Regions from separate parts of the Mus musculus genome. Here regions 2, 3 and 4 are each linked to region 1. A link is a contact called in public HiCAR-type and promoter capture Hi-C data. All regions are on one chromosome and are shown on one strand. The core of a region is the stretch at or near the end of the contact, and the rest is flanking DNA. Distances in the headings are between cores, read along the strand shown.

What was found. Promoter capture Hi-C pulls out the DNA fragments that hold promoters and counts their contacts. HiCAR-type assays count read pairs that join an accessible place to other places.
Region 2: a contact with region 1 is called in a promoter capture Hi-C map of hippocampal neurons, with 2.7 times the contacts expected there. The contact joins the enhancer-like site here to the promoter of Slc4a10 in region 1. A contact is called at or near these places in 3 of 39 promoter capture datasets (the HPC-7 cell line, hematopoietic stem and progenitor cells and hippocampal neurons) and 2 of 115 datasets of contacts at active chromatin or transcription factors (SST interneurons and stem cell-derived neural progenitor cells).
Region 3: a contact with region 1 is called in a promoter capture Hi-C map of second pharyngeal arch cranial neural crest, with 2.6 times the contacts expected there. The contact joins the enhancer-like site here to the promoter of Slc4a10 in region 1. A contact is called at or near these places in 7 of 39 promoter capture datasets (the 3T3-L1 cell line, 3T3-L1-derived adipocytes, embryonic stem cells and 4 more), 1 of 115 datasets of contacts at active chromatin or transcription factors (forebrain) and 1 of 9 other capture datasets (adipose tissue).
Region 4: a contact with region 1 is called in a HiCAR-type map of astrocytes, with 2.4 times the contacts expected there. The contact joins the promoter of Tank here to the promoter of Slc4a10 in region 1. A contact is called at or near these places in 1 of 15 datasets of contacts at CTCF or cohesin (the NIH/3T3 cell line) and 2 of 115 datasets of contacts at active chromatin or transcription factors (astrocytes and forebrain).

Annotation. Positions count from the first base shown.
Region 1 is chr2:62,043,259-62,047,865 of GRCm38.p6, reverse strand. Slc4a10 (solute carrier family 4, sodium bicarbonate cotransporter-like, member 10) reads right to left here and starts at 1,351. Exons shown (of 26, transcript NM_033552.3): 1 at 1,174-1,351. The coding sequence starts at 1,221.
Region 2 is chr2:62,337,974-62,342,510 of GRCm38.p6, reverse strand. All of the region lies in intron 23 of Dpp4 (dipeptidylpeptidase 4), which reads left to right. Among named protein-coding and RNA genes, the nearest start is that of Dpp4, 72 kb to the left of the region's middle. Within about 2 kb of position 2,945, at least 13 of the 459 cell types and tissues checked have an H3K27ac peak or open chromatin away from gene starts, as enhancers often do. A contact at or near this core is called in hippocampal neurons, where this site is marked.
Region 3 is chr2:62,306,861-62,311,686 of GRCm38.p6, reverse strand. The region is part of intron 22 of Slc4a10 (solute carrier family 4, sodium bicarbonate cotransporter-like, member 10); the gene reads right to left. Among named protein-coding and RNA genes, the nearest start is that of Dpp4, 100 kb to the left of the region's middle. Within about 2 kb of position 3,151, at least 8 of the 459 cell types and tissues checked have an H3K27ac peak or open chromatin away from gene starts, as enhancers often do. A contact at or near this core is called in forebrain and second pharyngeal arch cranial neural crest, where this site is marked.
Region 4 is chr2:61,591,762-61,596,578 of GRCm38.p6, reverse strand. It overlaps Tank (TRAF family member-associated Nf-kappa B activator), which reads right to left and starts at 3,482. Exons shown (of 8, transcript NM_001164072.1): 1 at 3,371-3,482.

The sequences.
Region 1 (4,607 bases), core at 102-2,601:
GGAAGCAAACCGGGATCTTTTTTTGCGGCATTAGAACCCGGCTGCAGCCTAAGGCCCTAAATCAGCGGCCCAGAAATTGCTCTATCCTTCTACGGAATCACATAACTGTGTATTAGAAAGATGAGAACGGATTTGGAAAAGGACAGTTTACAGCGGTCCTAGTCTGCAAGGTGGGTCACAACCGAAGAGCTTCTCTCTTACATGGTTTGGTGCTGCGGAGATTTCTGCTGTTCTGAGCAATGATCACGCTGATAGAAAGCTAGGAGCTAACGTTTGGCATCTCCGCTTCACCATGTATATACTGACCTCCTCCCACCCCTCACCCACGCCTCCCTTGAGCTGCCCCAGACTAAAAGGGATGCTGCCTTAAGTCAAAGTCTGTGCGCCAGACAGAGGGATTGTGTAGAAGACAGGCAAATCAATCACACCAAATATTAAATCAAGCAGGCGGCTAACGGACCCAGCGATAAACAAATGGGCTAATGTCAAATGACAGTTCAGGAACCTTTCAGATACTCATATGTGAATAGTATGCCTGTCTCCAAAAGCGCATACCTTCCACATACACGAACTGTGGCACACGTCCATTTGAGAAAGAACTGACAGACCACACACACTCACACACACACACACACACACACACACACACACACACACACACACACACACACGACCCTTTTCCCGTTTTCTGCTGAGATCAAATCTCTAGAGCTTCAAAACAGCAGCAGATTCCCTCACCTCACTGCCTGAGGATGGAGCACAGGAAGAAATGTATTAAGGGCTAAATAGGATAAGGGGGTTTGGGGGTTCTTTGCAGGAGCTTGAGTCAGCACTGCAAATCTTCGGAAACAGAAAGATAAGCAATAGCAGGCAGAGAGAAAGACACATAACTGTCCCTGCTGCTAAACCCTAGCCATTTCTTCAAACAGCAACAAATATGAGACATTTCATCACCATGCTGCATCCATATTGAGGAGGGAAAAAAAAAAAAAAAAGCATGTGCTCTGCTTTAAGCATTTTGGTCTCCGGAGATGGGAGGAGACCCTGTCCATATGCTGTGGGAGCTATCCACCACCCCAAAAGTACACTCTGCCAGCACCTAGCAGCGTACCACTTGCCTGACAGGTTCAGCAGCAAAGCGGTTAATCTATTTGACAGCAGGTTGTCTCTTACCGTAGGCAGCAGCGGCTCCATTTGGGCTCCCTGGTCTTTAATCTCCATGTTCTGTAACACCTCTGGAAAAAAAGCACCTTGCTCTGCAGTGTCTTCAGTGTCTTCCACTCAGCCGGGCACTCGCTCTGCTTAGTATTCGGATCAGGTAGCTCTGAAGCAGGAGGCAACTGCACACTCCAACTCACCAGAGTCACATGGCTCCTACTCACTCGGGCTGCTGGCCAGGTTTTGCACTGATTGCCTTGAATCCTTGGGCCGGTAAGAGAGATCCCCAAGCCCTGAATCACTGCCCACACCTGGATACTTGTATAAAGTACAGACGATGATGCTACAAGTCCAAAGGGCAGTGAGAATTTTGCCTGAGATGATAACTTCTTAAACAAATGAGTTCATGCTGGCCTCTAACCAGTTCAGTCTGATTTTGACACCTTAAGACACTCACTGCATTCCAGAATCCAATAGGAAATAATAGTTCAAATATGGTGATGTCAATGCAAAGTCTAAATAGGAGTTCTCTTACCTACTATCATTTAGTATGATATTTGAGGTAATATGACTTCAAAATTAGAATGTCAGTGAGCTTGAACCATTCACTAACTTAAAAATGTAAGTGGTAAAATAGACATTTACTATGTTTAAATTGTGAGAAACTGGCAAGTCATACACTATTAAAAAGGATTTTTTTCTAAAATTTGTCTCTCAAAACAGACAGGAATGGAAAATATTCTGACAATAGCAATAGCAATGACTAAAATATATTAAAGGTCAATTAAAAGGTGGCAAATCTGATCAGTAGCTTAGGCATATATTCCTTGCCTTAACTAGTTAAGTAATTCATGGAAGGAGAGGAGTCAAAGAACACCATTAGAAAAAAGACATTGGCGATGGTCTACACACACATTCTTTAAATAATTATGGAATTCATTTTGCATACATATTTCTTGAAATTAATTATGGGATCTGTCTTCTGAATGTGCAGTCAACCCCAGGGCTTCAGATATGCTAGGCAAATATTTACCGCTGAGCTGTATGTCCATCTCTTAGGTCTTTGAGAGAGGGTCTCAGTAAGAAGCAAAGAGTAGCCTTGAAATGGTTATCGTCCTGTCTCTTAGTCTTAAATGTTGAGATTATAGGGGGCGGCCAAAACAGTTCCTGGTTGTATCTATTTTAAGTAATGAAATCCATCTATCCCTGGACCTCAGACTAAGAATATAAAAGTTTAAAGTATATAAAAATAAAAATCTCTTAGGAGCTAAAAGAGGATGGCTATAATTTATTATAAACTTAAAAAGCCACCAGATTTTATAATCCTTAATGGTGGGAATTTACATAAAATAATATTAATAATACACTAAAGTTTATATATCTCTTATTGTAGATGGAATTATGGATAACTTTTTCATCTTCAATACAATTCTTAAAATAAGTTTTTATTGCTTTCTGGGAAACTACTAGTTTTTATACTGTAATGTTAAGAGTAACAGTTTTGTTCATAGGACATTTAGATTATACAATGGAACTGAATCTTAAGATATTTGACTAGGAATAAGTGGGCTCAACTTGATTTTCTACAAAAAAATTGATGAGTAAGTAAGTGTTCCTACCCACACACATAACCGTAACAAACAATCAGAAATGATTTATATGAATAACATAATAAAACTGTCCTTTGAACATTAATTTCTATTTAGTAACTAATCCTAAGTCACCTAGTTTATATTTTTTCTAAATTAATTTAAACATAATGAAGAAAATTCTGACTTTTTTTAAAACTTTTTTAAAGATTTATTTATTTTATGTATATGAGTACACTGTAGCTGTACAGATGGTTGTAAGCCTTCATGTGGTTGTTGGAAATTGAATTTTAGGACCTCTGCTCGCTCAGTCCCTGCTCCCTCCTGCCCAAAGATTTATTTATCATTATACATAAGTACACTGTAGCTGTCTTCAGACACACCAGAAGAGGATGTCAGATCTCATTTCGGGTGGTTGTGAGCCACCATGTGGTTGCTGGGATTTGAACTCAGGACCTTTGGAAGAGAGGTCAGTGTTCTTACCTGCTGAGCCATCTCGCCAGCCCCCAAAATTCTGACTCTTAATTCCAAGTGAGACAATAAAAACAAAATTGCATTTAAATTCCTATTAATCATCATTTTCTACAATATGTATTAATAAACTCTGAATGTGCTTTGCTGGAACAACCATTGCTTTGGTACTCTACCAACAGTTCCAGTGTAATAGGAGTCACCAGACCCTACTGCTAAAGCTCAAGGTCAATAAGATGGCTCAGCAGGAAATGGTGCTTGCCATCAAGCCGAAGGAACAGACTACATTCCCAGAACACTCAGAGTAGAAGGAGAAAACAAACTCTCACAGATATACACGAAATATAACACAATAGTAATAAATAGTGTAATATAAATTTTTAAAAATCCTATCTTTCTATATATCTCTGATCCAAAAGCATGAAATACTTGCCTAGAAAAATGAAAGAAGAAAAAGGAAATTATCCTCATTTAACCTACTATATCTATTTCATAAAATATCTTAAAGTTAATGGCCAAAGCCTGAGATAGTGGATCAATAAATACCCTAACCAACTCATATAAAACGAGCAATAGCTGGAGAGAGAGTGCTCACTCATCACTAGGTAATGGAATTTTTACTAAGAAAACAGTCTTCTAGCACAGTATCATTGGTTTCAAAATTCTGGTGGTAAAGAGAAATAAAAGAGAAGAGAAATTCCAAACTGCATAAGGAAATATGAAATGCATGAGTATATCTTATCTGTACATTCTTGGTGGAGGCTAGGAGGTAAATTATCCGGGGGTTTCCGTTTTGAAACTTGCTCGAAAGTGAATTCTGTATAATTCCTAATCCATAGTATTTCCCCTTAAGCCTAGATCAGCAGTTCTCAACCTGTGGGGCACTACCCCATATCAGGTATTTACATCACAATTCAGAGCAGAAGCAAAATTACAGTCACAAAAAAAAAATTATGGTTGGGATCACCACAACATGAGAAACTGTATTAAATGGCCACAGCATTAGGAAGGTTGAGAACTGACCTAGATGATTAAAAATAGGCTTCTCTTGCTTAGAAATCCAGTAAGAATCTATTGAAGCCTAACAGCCAGATTGGAAGCATCATATTAAGAACTGTATGACTCAGTTCATCAAAGGAAATAAAGTAATGTTCTATACACCCTACAAGAATGTGACAATAGTCTTATTTTCATTCTATTAAGTTTCAGATACTGTGTTTACTAATGATATTTTTCCTGTCATCTGCAGCAATATTAAAGTGGAATTTTCCTCTCTGAAGAATGAAATGAGAGTAGGGATCAGCCGGAGTCCAGCTTAGAAAGAGGCACTAGGGAAAGCATTGAACAATGAGCTAACCTCATCTCTAGCTGCCCTGTCCTAACCAATCC
Region 2 (4,537 bases), core at 1,696-4,195, 290 kb before region 1:
ATGATGAATGAGAAGCCAAAGCCAATTTGAAGAGCAGATGAGGCAGAGGCTTAAGTCCAAACTCTAACATCAAAATTCATCAGGACACTTGCCTCACTTCCTCAGAACACATGCCATCATACCAGAACACACATCATCATTCTGCTCTTTCTCTCTCTCTCTCTCTCTCTCTCTCTCTCTCTCTCTCTCTCTCTCTCTCTGTGTGTGTGTGTGTGTGTGTGTGTGTGTGTATGTGTAATGCTATAGCACAGGAGTTTGAATCTGCCATTTCACGGCTCCTTTTCCAGCCTTTTCTATAGGCTCCTTTTGTAGACCCCAATCCTCCCTTCCCCTGGCTCTACCTCCCACAGTGGTGGCCATTCTCATCTCTCCCCTTAGGTGTTCCCTGTATGAGGTAGTCGTGTAAATAGAAGTCACTTCCTCCTGCCAATGGCAACGCACGCACATTGGGTGCACGAAGTCAGCCTTCCTCTTCACTGCACAGATGGCACCCGAGGACTGTTTAATCCTTCCACGCCAGGAGTCGGGTTTTCTTGGCATGAAATTCATTGCTGGCAATGGACACATTAAAACTGCCAGTACCAGGGAGCTAAAGGTTCCCAATGTGTTACTCAGAGGGATTATCTGGGAGGGTGATAGCTAAGGTGGGCAGGAGAAAAGTGAGGTAAATGCATTGAGGGAATTGTCTCCACTGAGCCCCGCTCCGCTGGTTGCTTCCTCTGAGCCTGGAGGACTGAATCCGCGCGCGGGGATCGGAGTCTGAGAGGAACCCTGAATCTAAGTTGCCTATTTTTGGTGCACAGCAGGTTTTAGAATAAAGCTGCCCTCCTTTGTTTTTTAAATGAGCCTGTGCTTTTGTCTCTGGCAAGAATATATTCAAACATTCTATTTTCCTCCAAGGCCCCAGCTGCCCCTCTGGACCTGTCATCTCCCACTTCTTTTCTTTCCCAGGTTCTCTCTCTCTCTCTCTCTCTCTCTCTCTCTCTCTCTCTCTCTCTCTCCTCTCCCCTCCCCTCCCCTCCCCTCCCCTCCCCTCCCCTCCCCTCCCCTCCCCTCCCCTCTCCTCTCCTCTCCTCTCCTCTCTCTTCTGTCCTATCCCTTGATAAGACAGAGAATTAATTCAATGATTCCTGAAAGGTTTCTGTCACTGTGCACTTCTGTGGGTCGAGAAAATATTTTGGAAAAAAAAAAAAAGTCCCATTTAGTCAGGACTCTCTTAGCACATCCAGAGTTAGGAATGCACAAAATGTTCGGTTGTGCAATAAGTAAGTTTATATTCTTAGCTAAGAAGCCATTGACACATAGAACTATAGAATTTGGAAGAGAACATAATTTTCAGTACAACTCAATGAGATGAGTCAGTACCAGGGGATAAATGACCCCGACTTTAAAGGAACCCAAATCTCCAAGAGAACACACCTGTGCATTTGGACCTCTTTACTACTGAGGAAAGAGATGCCACCAGGTGTATTGTCAGTGTGTGCCCTGCTCAAAGCTAGTATACCATTTGTGAAGGCATGTACCTACGTGGTTAACTTCCCCACAGCAGGTATATTATTTCGGATATTTTAAAAATAGTTATGAAGATTGGGAGATCGTGAAACTCAGGCTTTGACTCAATACAGTGACCCCTGCAGTGACCCCCCTAAGACTTTTTGAAGATCATCACCCACTATGGACAAATGACAAGGCAGGAACTCCTTTAAAGACTACAAAGACCCCAAAGAGGAATCCCCCAAGGACCTGGTCCCAGAAAGGTGACATGTCTGAGCTATTTAGCAGGGTAATTCTGTGGACAAATCTTCTCTACCTGCAGTCTCCATGCATAACAGACAGAAATGGCAAGGGATTTAAGCAAAGAAATGGGACAACCAGGGAGGCAATTCTGCAATCTGTGACCCAACACATGCCATAGTGTAGCCATAACCCAAGGATTGGGATCCTGACCAATGGGTGGGTGATCAATTTCTCAAAGCTCACCAGCAATCAGACACTAACATGTAAGAGTCTTTCGTTCATTTATTCAAAGTGTCTGCCATTTGACTTGCTCAAAAGTTTATTCCTTATAGACAAGAAAAATAGTAAAAACACTGGAGAGATAAATTTTTAAATGGTAATGGAACATAACTTGAACATCACAACAGTATCCAATTTGTATGGAAAAGACTAGAGACTTCCCAATTGTGACCATAGGGCCTGGTTATCTATGTCAGAAGCCTGTAGGAAGTTCAGGGAAAAGGAGAAGTCAAAAATAAAGGATTTCAGCTCCCCACCCCCACCCAGATTCATTCACCCATTCATTATTGTGTTAGTATAACTAGACTGTTATTCTAAGAGCTTTACAAGAATGATCAGGTTCAAGTTTCCCTGATTCCCACCATTGTACTGACAGGGAAACCGAGGCACTAAGATTTCAAGCAACATATAGATGTTGAGGGTTTGAAAGGGAAGAAGACACTCTATGAGCCAGGAAAGAAGGAGAAGGGCAGAGAAAGGGGGAAGATACCAGGAAGATCAGAGAGGCTCCCAACAGGTTACTATGTGGGGAGGGGGCAGCAGGGAGAGAGACAGTGACAGAGAGAAAGATTTTCCTGGGATCTCTAAGACAGATCTATTGAACTGAGGGGATAGCTTGGGGAAGAGCAGACCAAATGGTGACCAATACATATGGCAGGGCGTAGACTGGAGAAGGGATTGTCTTGTGAATAAGCAGAGAAGTAGAAGACAGAGGGCAGGGGGAGTGGGGCCCCAGTCCTGAGCCTTGCTGCCAAGAGGAGAGGGCAGCCTGGAACACACAGAAGGGCTGATTTAACTTGTAGAGGAGATTTATTTTGCATTTTGCTCAAAATTTGATAGGCTTTTGGCAAGTGCATGAAACAGTCATGGATTTGGCAGTCTTCTGCTAGCAGATTTGAAACGTTCAATCCTTAGGATGCTGCATCGTTAGGTTATGCAAAACAGGGTGCAATTTTGTAAATATGCCATCTTGCACTGATTTGACATTTGTTCTATTATCCCAGAATATGCCAAAGGGAGAGAGACCTTCAGATTTAAGCCAAACCTTAACTTGTTTGTGGAGTGCTGATAAAATGTTGACTGCTGTGTGATCTTTAAAGCAGCCAGTGTTGCTTGTGAGGCCCGAGGTAGAGCCCCCTGTCTGGGGTGGATGGGAGCTCTTTCCTTGGCAGCTCCTGGGTGCAGTTGTTGGGTGGATGTAAACAAGTACAACATCTTATTTGATGGGTTGGATTCAGTTTCTCTTAAATGTTTTCTGTGCCCTCTGCTTAGTATTAATGATAATTCTCCAAATGGCACCTTTTAATATTATTCATGCAGCATTGATTTCAGGAGAATCCATAGAGTAAGCTAGTAAGCCCAAGGTTGTAGCTTCCTGAGTTGGTAAGGTGTTATCTCTCAGACCCAGTGAATGTTTGGTCCTCTCCAGGAGCCTCTGGGTGGTAATGAGTAGTTTGGCTGTGATCAAATGACTATAGAATATATTGGTCAGGAACCTGAGCTTTGAAGTTCAAACAGCCTGCATTGAAAGTTTGTTTCCATTACTTCAAGAAGTTTGAACTTGAGGAGGCTGTGTTCCTTCCCTGAACCTGAATTTCCCCCTCTACATAATGGCAGTAACCATATATGCCTCCCAGAGTCACAGAAGTGATTCCAGGAGACCCCAACACCTGCCATGATGTAAGCTTCAAAGGCATGGCAGTTGCCACCATCCTTATCTTCAGGGAGCCAAGCGTCCTTCTGGTTTATGGATGGCACAAAGGGTAGCGTGAAAATTGTCACACCTCCTGTTTCTCACAGCATTCCCCTACTCTCATCAGCTCCTTCCTTTATTTCAAAAATACAAAGATTTCTTTGTTGGAAGGTAGCTGAGGAACCAGCATGATCCAACAAGCAGCTACAGATGGTTCTTCTTGGGGATTGAAGAAAAACCTCCTCACAGAGATGCTGTGGAATCGGCATTGCCGCTGGACCAATCCTTTCCACTTCTCTCTGCCAGACTGTTGCTGGCAGCAGGGGGCTCTCCGGAAGTTTCTAGCCTCAGGAGAGTGCCAACTGCACTACCATTGCATCCCTGCCCATTTATCACTCCGAGCTTCCGTTTTTTGTCATTGGTGATAGACTATTCAGCTTGTAACTTAGTCATCCATTTCCTTTTTCTCATTCCTGTTTCCATGGATAGGCAATGGGGGATCATCCAATTGGGGTGCATGAAAATAGTACAATTAATATCTTCCCGGCCGTTAATGATATATTGGAGAAATGCATGCATTGCCTATACACTCGCTTTGCATGTTTCCTTCACAGCTTGAAGTGTGCCATACAGAGGGCAAATAGAGTCTTACCAGAGAAGCTAGGACACATGGTCCAGTAATGAACCACTCACCAGTGGATCCTGAGGCAAAGTGACATCATTGCATTTGGGGGATGAAGGGTTGTTTCCTGCACGGAGAGCTCCTAAGAGGGTGTGCTCTTGGCAGCTGCCTGTCTCTCTCATTGAAAAGTCCCTTGGGAGGCTGCT
Region 3 (4,826 bases), core at 1,902-4,401, 260 kb before region 1:
AGAAAACCATTAGTTAAAATAACTCATTTAAGAATAAGAAGAGCGAATCTGTAGCCTAGAATGAGGTGTTCTTTGCAACTTAGTTTATCGAGGCATATGGGCATATGCACATCATGGGTTCTGAGTCTGAACATATCTCTCCATTCAGGTAGAAAATGTTACTTTTATTCTTTTAATATTGTTGTACATGGAGGGACATAAAGTGACCCTCAGTAATCCCAAAGGCTATATACAGCAAACCAAGATGTAAACAAAGTATCTATCTGTCCTTGGTTGTTCACAGAAGATGATACATAGCATCTCTTTTGGCCAAACCAGAAAGATGTAATAAAGAAGGCTAAAATGCAAAACAAATGGAAGAGAATAAGAGTATGGTTAGCACTGGTGTCACCTGGCAACAGCAACAGCAGCAACAACAACAACAATAACAACAACAACAGCAACAACAGGCAGATCCATTAGTGGCAAAGACTGGGGCGAAAGATTTGTGGATATGTCTTTCCTGACGCTTGTCCACTTTTCTCTCAAACCGCTTCCAATAATTATTTTGTACCCCAAGGCTCGTTAGTATGTGTGGGCTTTAGACTAGTCATCATTCTATCTAAACAAAAACTCATCACCTCCAAAGATAGCATTCCCAGCCATACTTATCTGAAGTGAAGGTGGCTGAGCAGCCACTGCTGCTGTCTTCAGGTGCCAGAAGGGGCTGGGTGGGCCTGGGTGTGGTGATGGAGGAAAAGCTGCACCCCAAGTAGCACCGTTGGGGAGGCAAAGATGGCAAAGACTTTTCGTAGAAGAGCCATGAAATTACGCAGTTTCCATTATCTTCACAGCCTAGTCTATCTCGTCATGCATGAAGACATGGAGTTGAAGAAAACTGACCAGGTAACTACTGTACAAGTGTTTAATGTGGCTTCCATTTAGCACATCATTTGCACAGGATCCATGAATGATCCAACAAGATTCATTCAAACCCAAAGGAAGGGTTTGGCCAACAAGGGTATAGAAATCTTTTATGCTATGATGTTAAGACATTATTTTAATTAAGATGGTTACCAAAACAGTTTTTAGATACAAAATAAGGGGGAAACAACTAATTCCATATCCAACAAAGAGCAGAAAAATTGACGCATTGAAAAAGGAATTCACTCAATTTGCACGCGTCAATTGAGTTGCATAATGTTCTAGGCACATCTCAAAGAAGATTAATAGACACTACTAGCAGTGGGTGGGTAGGTGGGGGGGCACCCTCATAGAGGCAGGGAGGAGGGAGGAGGGGATAGAGGGCTTGTGAAGGGTAAACTGTGGCAGGGGATAACATTTTAAATGTAAAAAAATAAAATAACCAATAAAGAATGAAAATAATTTAAAAAAATCTCAAAGTACGAACAAGAGCAGAGTCAGTATTCACGAAGGTACTTACGTTATTTTAGGGAGCAAACACTTGTCAATGTTGCAATTTCTGCTTTTTAAGGACTTTTTTTGCGGAGATTCAGTACTCCTGTTCAACACTTCATTTTATTGAGGAGACAAATAAGCCCTGCAGAACCTAGGAAGCACCTACCATTTCATTCTCTCAACTAATACACTGGGCTGCAGATAGTGCATATGTATATAGTTTAAAAACAATAAATGACCATGTTCATAGCAGACAATTAGGTAGAAGCTGTAATAGATAGAAGCTGCAAACAATCCAGATGTCGCTCAACTCAAGAATGGATATAGAAACTGTGGTGCAATTACACCATGGAATACTATTCAGACTATTCAGCTATTGAAAATGAGGACATCGTGAATTTTGCAAGCAAATGAATGGAGCTACAAAATATCCTGAGTGAGGTAACTCAGACTCAAAAGGACATGCATGGTGTGTACAAAAAGTACGGAGTACATAGGATAAAATCCACAGACCTTAAGAAGTGTAACAAGTAGAAAGGCCCAAGTGAGGATGCTTCAATTCCACTTAGAAGGAGAAAGGAAATAATCACAGAAGGCAGAGGGAGGGAGGGCCTTGGGTGGGAGAGAGGAGGAGGAGGGGGAAAGGGAACAGGATCAGGTACCAGAGACCAGGGAGGGAAGACACCCTCAGGAGTCAGTGAGGTTGACCTAAGACAAAATGCCCAACAGTGTGGGGAGAGAAACCTTGAAGAGTCCACCTCCAGTAGATAGACAGGGCCTCAAGTGTAGGGACAAGGTGACTAACAAAGAGTTCTAACCCAGAACTGTTCTTGTCTAAAAGAACTGCAGGGACAAAAATGGAGAAAAGACTGAAGGAAAAGTTGTCCAATGATCTGCCCAACTTGGGATCCATCTTTTGAGAGTAACACCAAGGCCTGACACTATTACTGATGCTATGATGTGCTTACAGATGTTCTCTGAGAGGCCCTACCAGGAGCTGACTGAGACAGAGCAGATACTTACACCCAACAATTGGACTGAAGTTGGGGACCTGTATGGTTGAATTAGGGGAAGGATTGGAGAAGCTGACAAGGAGAGGGACCCCATAGGAAGACCAGCAGGCTCAACTAGCCCAGACCCCAGGGAGCGCCCAGAGACCGAGTCACCAACCAGGAGCATACACAGGCCAATCCGAGGCCCCTGGCACAAATATCGCAGAGGTCTGCCTGGTATGGCCTTAGTGGGAGAAGAAGAGCTTAATACTCTTGAGGTCCCAGGGAAGGGGGCAGGTTCTGGGTGGGGAGAGCACCCTTAGGAAGGCAAAGGGGAGGAGAAATGGGATGAGGAACTGTGGGAGGGGGGACTGACAGGGGAACAACGACTGGAATGTAAACAAACAAACAAACAAACAAGAAGTATTATATCTGATTTCCAATGGATTAAAGAGTTGGTAACATAAAACAATAAACCCCTTAAAAGGTAATCTGGTGTAAGGCTATGGATGCATCAGAACTTGACTCAGCAACTTTTTGAAGTGTGTGTGTGTGTGTGTGTGTGTGTGTGTGTGTGTGTGTGTGTGTGTGAGAGAGAGAGGGGGGGGGGCATGTGGCAGTCAGAAGACAGTTTGCAGCAGTTTGTTTTCTCCTTCGACATGTGGGTTTAGGAAAGATCTTGAGGACAGATTGCCAGGCAGTGCCTGTGACTGCTGACCCCCCTCACTCTCCCTGGACCTGACTCAGCACCTTTAAGTCATCACCTAAATTACTGTAAGTTCAAAATTCTGACACTGTCGTCTTATATTAAGAACTTAGCTTTTTTAGAGAGGTTGAGAGTCTGTGAGTCTAATAAAATGTTTATCTCAGATGTCAGAATCACCTGGAGGTCTTCAAAAAACAGACTGCTGGCTCTAGCGTCGGCACTTTGATGAAACAAGCCTATGAATTTGCATTCTTAAAATACTACAAGGTGCTGGCTGGAGCAGCAGAGCTCCTAGAACCACAGTTTGGGAAAGTGCTGCTTCAGGAGATAGAACATGCTTGCCCCACTCTATAGCTGAATTATAAACAACAACAACAACAAAAACAACAACAACAACAAAAAAAAACAAAAAACAAAAAACGCTTATGGATGTCAGTAATAAGGACGTTCTTCCTAAACCTACAGCCAATTCTTACCTTTCTAAGAAGGAAAGCATTTGCTGTAATTTGTTTAATTGTGCTTATTTTTAGATTGTACTTTCTTGGAATTTTTCATGATCACAAGGCTCCACTTGCCTTCTTTTTGTTTGCTTCTATTCTGTATGTGTTAGAGTGATCAATCAGTAAGGAAGAAGGTGCAGATACGAACACTTCTACAGACCTGCCTTCCCAGCCTCTACCTAATGCCCGCACTCTTGCTCACCACCCCAGAGCAAACATTCTGTTGAGTTGTTTGCATTTAGTGGCAGTCTGTCTGTCCTGTGTGCAATGTCCTGGAGGATATTGAAGAAGGAAGGAAGGCATGTTGGTACTCTGAGCACATTTGGACATCCAGAATTGATTCTGCAGTCTTCCCTTTACACAGAGCAATGTGCAAAATGTCAGGGTTCCAATATTCATTTCTACCCTGATTATAATCCTTTCTTTCTAAAAACCGAAGCATATGCATATGCATATGCATGAAGTACATGAAAATTTGGAACAGAAGCTCTGCGACCTTGGACTGGCCTGTGTAGCTATTTATTCTGCTTAACTCATTATTGAATTTTAAGGTCAAATGAATGTTTTCTCAGAGCCATAAGTCCAGAAATGGGCTACTGATAGGAAAACCCTGGAGGATAAAGGTACAAGCTTGTAACTATCATCAAAAGGACAAGAGGTGAGCTCACTTTAAATTCAAGTCTCGGGGAGCTGAGACATTTCTACTGTTTATCATCTTGCCAGATCACAACCAGAGTTCCTCAATTAATGTGAACATTTCAGAACAACTTGTCCATTATCCACTCTATTGCACACACTCTTGGAGCACTAAACGTTGGTACAAGATGCTATAGAACTACCATAACTTTCACGGGAATTCATAGGCTCCAGAAAAGAAAATACCCAAATTTGGGCCCTCAAGTAGAAAGTGAACCTTGGATGTGAGCTTGGTGTCATCCCCCGCATGTCCTCCTCCACGCTGCTTTCCCAGTGCTAATTCCAAACAGAACATAAGCGTCTCCACATGCCCTTTCCTCCATCTCTCCACTTTGCTGGAGTAATGTCCTCTTTGCACTTCTTAGAACTATATTTTAATGTTTGGGTTTAGGTTATTTCTTGAATGAAATACTGGGTTTCCCATTTATTTCTATGCAATTAGGATCATATGAAAAGTATCATTGTCATAATCTATGTAAGATTTTCAGGATCTCTAAACCACGCCCATAAATATATTGTAAGGTTTGTTCCCTC
Region 4 (4,817 bases), core at 2,233-4,732, 450 kb after region 1:
TCCACACGTGTACCATGGCATACACATGCTTACTTCATGCTCCCTCCCTCACATATATGCACACACATGAAATGAATTTGAAAAAATATTGACATGATACCATATAATTTTTTAAAAAACATACTTATATTAAGGTCAGTGGAAAATAAAAATGGTCTGCTAATAGGAAACCTCTATTCGTATGATTATAGTTAATTATCTTTTTTCCTCTAACATTTTAAAGATACAAATATTACTGGGTGATTTTAACTCATTTATGTTCAGTTATGTCAAGTGAAGTTTGTGTTTTTATCTTCTTAGTCACTATTCTATCGCTGTGAAGAGACATCATGACCAAGGAAACTTAGAAAAGGAAACATTTAATTGGGGCTTGCTTACAGTTTCGGAGGTTAGTTCATGACCATCATGGCATTTGGAGACAGTACCTGAGAACTTTAAGTCATCATTCTCAGCAAGGTAGAGAAATAGTGTGGAGAGAGAATAGGCCTTTTGAAACCTCAAAGCCCATCCTCGCTGACACACCTCTTCCAACACAGCCACACATCAGAATTGTTCCTAGACAGTTCACCAAGCTGGTGACTAAAGGCTATTCTCATTCAAACCACATTCCCTTTAGAATGTATACTGCCATTTTTCCTCTGCCTGCTGTGCTAATCTTCAATAATTTAAGGAAAAGAGGAAGCTATCCGAATAGGTAAAAAAAAAAAAACCTTTCAAAATCAAGATTATGAACTATATGTAGAGAGGGAAAACAAAGGACTACATTTTGGGTGGATCGCTAATGCAGTCCAAAAACAAAAACAAAAACAAAAACTGAGGAGTGTTAGAATAGGCAAGGGTACCTGGTTCTAAGCAACTGAAAATGTGCATTTCAGGCCTTTGTAATATGTGTCACATTTTTCAACCCCTAATCTTGAAAAAGATTAAAAACAAACAAACAAACAAAAAAACCAAGACACACCCCTAAAACCTGTGACAGAATACACATTACACATAGCATAAAATTAGCCGCTGTAAACTTTCCTTTCTTTCTTCTTCTTTTTTTAGAGAACCAGGTCTCGCTTATATAGACCTGACTAGCTTATAGACCAGCCTGGCCTTGAATTCAACAGAGATCCTGCCTCTGCCTCCTAGCACTGGGATTAAAGGCATGTGCCACCATGCCTGGCTTTTCTTTTTAGACAGGGTCTCACATGGCCCAATCTTTCGACTTCAAAAAAAATAAAAAAAGAATTTTCAGTCAGTTGGAAAAGAACTGAAAGAACTAATTTCTTTTCTCTCTTTCTTTCCTTTTCTTTTTTGGCGTGTAGTGTGTGTGTGTGTGTGTGTGTGTGTGTGTGTGTGTGTGTAAAAGAGTCACAGGGCAACATTGAGGGGTTAGTTTCTCTCCTTCTACCTTGCTGGTCCTCGGGATGGATCCCTGATGTCAGGCTTAGTGGCAGACACCTTTACTTGCTAAGTCAACTTACTCACCTAACCCACTTGTACTTTTGTTTCTGATGCTATGATGAACACTATGACCAAAAGCAACTTGAGAATGAAGGGGTTCACTCCATCTTACAACTCATAGTTCAAAACCCATCACTGGGGGAAGTTGGAGCAGAAACTCAAGCAAGAAGCTGGAGCAAAAAACCACAGAAGGTTGATGCCTACTTCCCAGTTTTCTTCTCCCAGCTTGCTCATTCTTTCTTATAAAGTCTAGGCCCACCTGCCCAGGGATCATAGTACTCAGAGCTGGCTGGATCCTCCCATATCAACCAGCAATAAAAGAATACCTCACAGACAAGTTCACAGGCCATTCTGATAGAGACGATACCTCAAATGAAAATTCCTCTTCCTGGTATGTTTGTTTTTATTACGTTGAAAAAAAAAACCTATGATACCTAATTCATAATTATGTTTCTACAGTGTACAAGAATAACTTCAGATGTTTAAAATGAGTCAAGTATTAAAATGAAATAGCACAGGAAATTATCTCAATAATTTGCAAGAGGACAATAATCTTGGATACAAAACCTAGGCAAAGCCACATGACTAATAGTTCTTTACAGTATGTGGCACATAGCATGAAGGGTTACTATATCTGTATCTTCCTCCTGAGTTCTGGGATTAAAAGCATGAGCCACCATGCCTGGCAACAACTGTACCTTTAAGAAAGGAAAAGAAAGAAAGAAAGAAAGAAAGAAAGAAAGAAAGAAAGAAAGAAAGAAGAAAGGAAGGAAGGAAGAAAAAAAAAACGACATAAAAATCCAAACTTGGGAAAAGTGACCAACGCCAAGAGAAGAGGGTGTACAGAGTAAGCAATGATCTCATTTCCATAGGGGAGCAAAACAACGTGAGTAGGCGCCTTTAAGAGATGTGGAAGGCTTTGTCTTACATGATTGAAAACGCTTTAGCGGGGTGGTTTCATTTTCTCCTTTATCATTTGAGGGGTTCACGGCCCCTCTCAAAGGGGACAATATGGCTTTTCGCAAGAAGGTGGTGCTTGTCTTTCTGTTACTGGGCAAACGGCGGGGTGTTACTCCACCTCTCTTCACTTTCTAGCTTATCGTTTCTTCTTCATGTTAACTTCTCAAAAGTTTCTGCGAGAGAAAAAGACACCCAAGAAGGCTGCTTTGTACAGCCAGCCTAATAGTGAGAGAGCCTAAGTCCTCTGGGGGTACAGCGAGCATCTTCCCCCTTGATCGGATTTCAGGACAAGCATTGCTCTTTTTCTTCTCGTTTGTTTGCTTGCTTGCTTGTTTTTGGTGTATAACTCGTTGCCACTCAGTTTACACGACGGTGGAGACTCTACCTAATGACTGGGTGACCAGGGAAGGAGGATGGCTACTTCTGCTCTTTGAGCCTTGGCCACCCATTCTCTCCGGGACTCCTAGGGGGAAGTTACCCAACTTCTCATTGACAAGACTATGATGACACTCCACAGGAAAGCAGAGAAGGGAATTGTGCAACTCCCGGGATAGACACAAAGAGTCTATTAAGTGTTCGAGGGCATAACCGCCGGGGCGACCGGCTTCTGCGAAGTCGAGGACTCCGGGATCCCCGGCGCCCCAACACCGCAGGCCGTGCCGCGCTCGTTTCCAGCCCCGGGAAGCAGCGAGGAGAGCGGCAGTCACCCTGCCGCGACGGGTGGGGGACTGTCGTCGCGGAGCTGAGGTCACGGGCCGGGAAAGCCCCACAGGGTCAGCTCGGGGACAGGGACCCGCGCTTTCTCTCGCTCAAAATCGCGCTGTAAACTCGCTGGGGCCGCAGCTCTACTTCTCGGAGGAGACTTCGGTGCAGCGCAGCGCATCCCACACCCGCTCACACACCCCAGCCCTGCGTCCCCGGGCTCGGCCGACCCAGACTCCCTGTCTCCGCTTTTACTCACAGTGGAGGGTTCCGGCTGTGCTCGCTCACGCCACAGGTCGCCGGTGCCCGGCAGAATGACTGCAACCGGAAGTAGCTTTCCGTTCCAGTTCAGAGGGCAGCGACTGCGCTCTGAGTCATTAACGCTTCACCTTCCATCCTCAGGGCCAGCCCCGCCCCACGTCCCGCCTCTGCAGGAAAGCCCCGCCCACAAAGCCCCGCCCCGCCAAGCTCCTTGGAGGCCCGGGGCCATACAGGAAATAGCATCTGACAGTAAGAGAACCCTAAACATAAGTCATTTGTTTAAAGGTCACTTCAGTGTCTTAGCTAGAATTTTGAGCAAACAGTAAATAACTACTTCTAATATTACCTTATATGTAGGTTAGAGAACCACTCAGAAAAACTTGATATATTGTGAAATTCCTGTTTAGAGCAGGTAGGGGAAGGCCCAGGAAATTACAGTTTTCACCAGATCCTTATGCGAATATAATTGAGTTAAAGTCCACAACTTGAGAAATATTACATATACACTCGGTGTTTCCTCCCACTAGTAATACTTTCCAATGGATATACTTGCTAAAAAAAATTCAATTTCTAGTAAATTTCTCGGGGATTAAAAGTTTCTCATTATTTTATCCAGACATGCTTGAATGATAGCTGAGAGAGAAATTTCAGATGGACGCAGTGAGAAAAACATCTTTTCCGTGTTAGAACAAGAGAGTTGGGTTCTGGCTGCCCCATTTTCTCTTTAGTTCAAAGATTCAAACACTTGTCTGGTTCTAACCGTTAGCTTGAATATTTGGGGCAAATTTTAAAATTCAAACCATCGTTTAAAACTATTAAAAAACTTTCATCAGCTGCGGTTGCTCACAGAAAACCTAAGCAAGATCCAACCAATCAACCTGCTACCACAGTGGTGGGTGGGGTTCACAAGCCCATATGTCAAACCAGTATCTGTGAGGAGCTAAGGGCAGTGGGTGGACTTGAGGGGAGGAGGCCAGTTTTATTTAGGGTGTGTCTCATGCTTCAGTAGATGATACTATGTCTGAATTTATACAGGCAGCACAAACTGGACTTTGTGGTCACTTGGGGTGGGAGGTGGAGGTCATAAGGTTGGGAGAGGGGATGGATCTAGGAGGAGTTGAGGGGGATATGGTCAGAACATTGTGGGGCTGGAAAGATGGCTCAGAGGTTAAACACATGATTGCTCTTCCAGAAGACCCCCGTTTAATTCCCAGCACACACATGGCAGTTCACAACTGTCTGTAACTCTGGTTCCAGGGGATCCTATACCCTCACCCAGACATATATGCATTATAATATATTTCTAAAGGAAAAATAGAACAAACACATTATATGATTCTTTAAAAAATATTATAAAATATTACTCAAAATTTTAACAAGCAGAACTTCCCACCTATAACATTTAGATCAAGTAAACACTTTTTCCCACTAAGTCATCAAGTTAA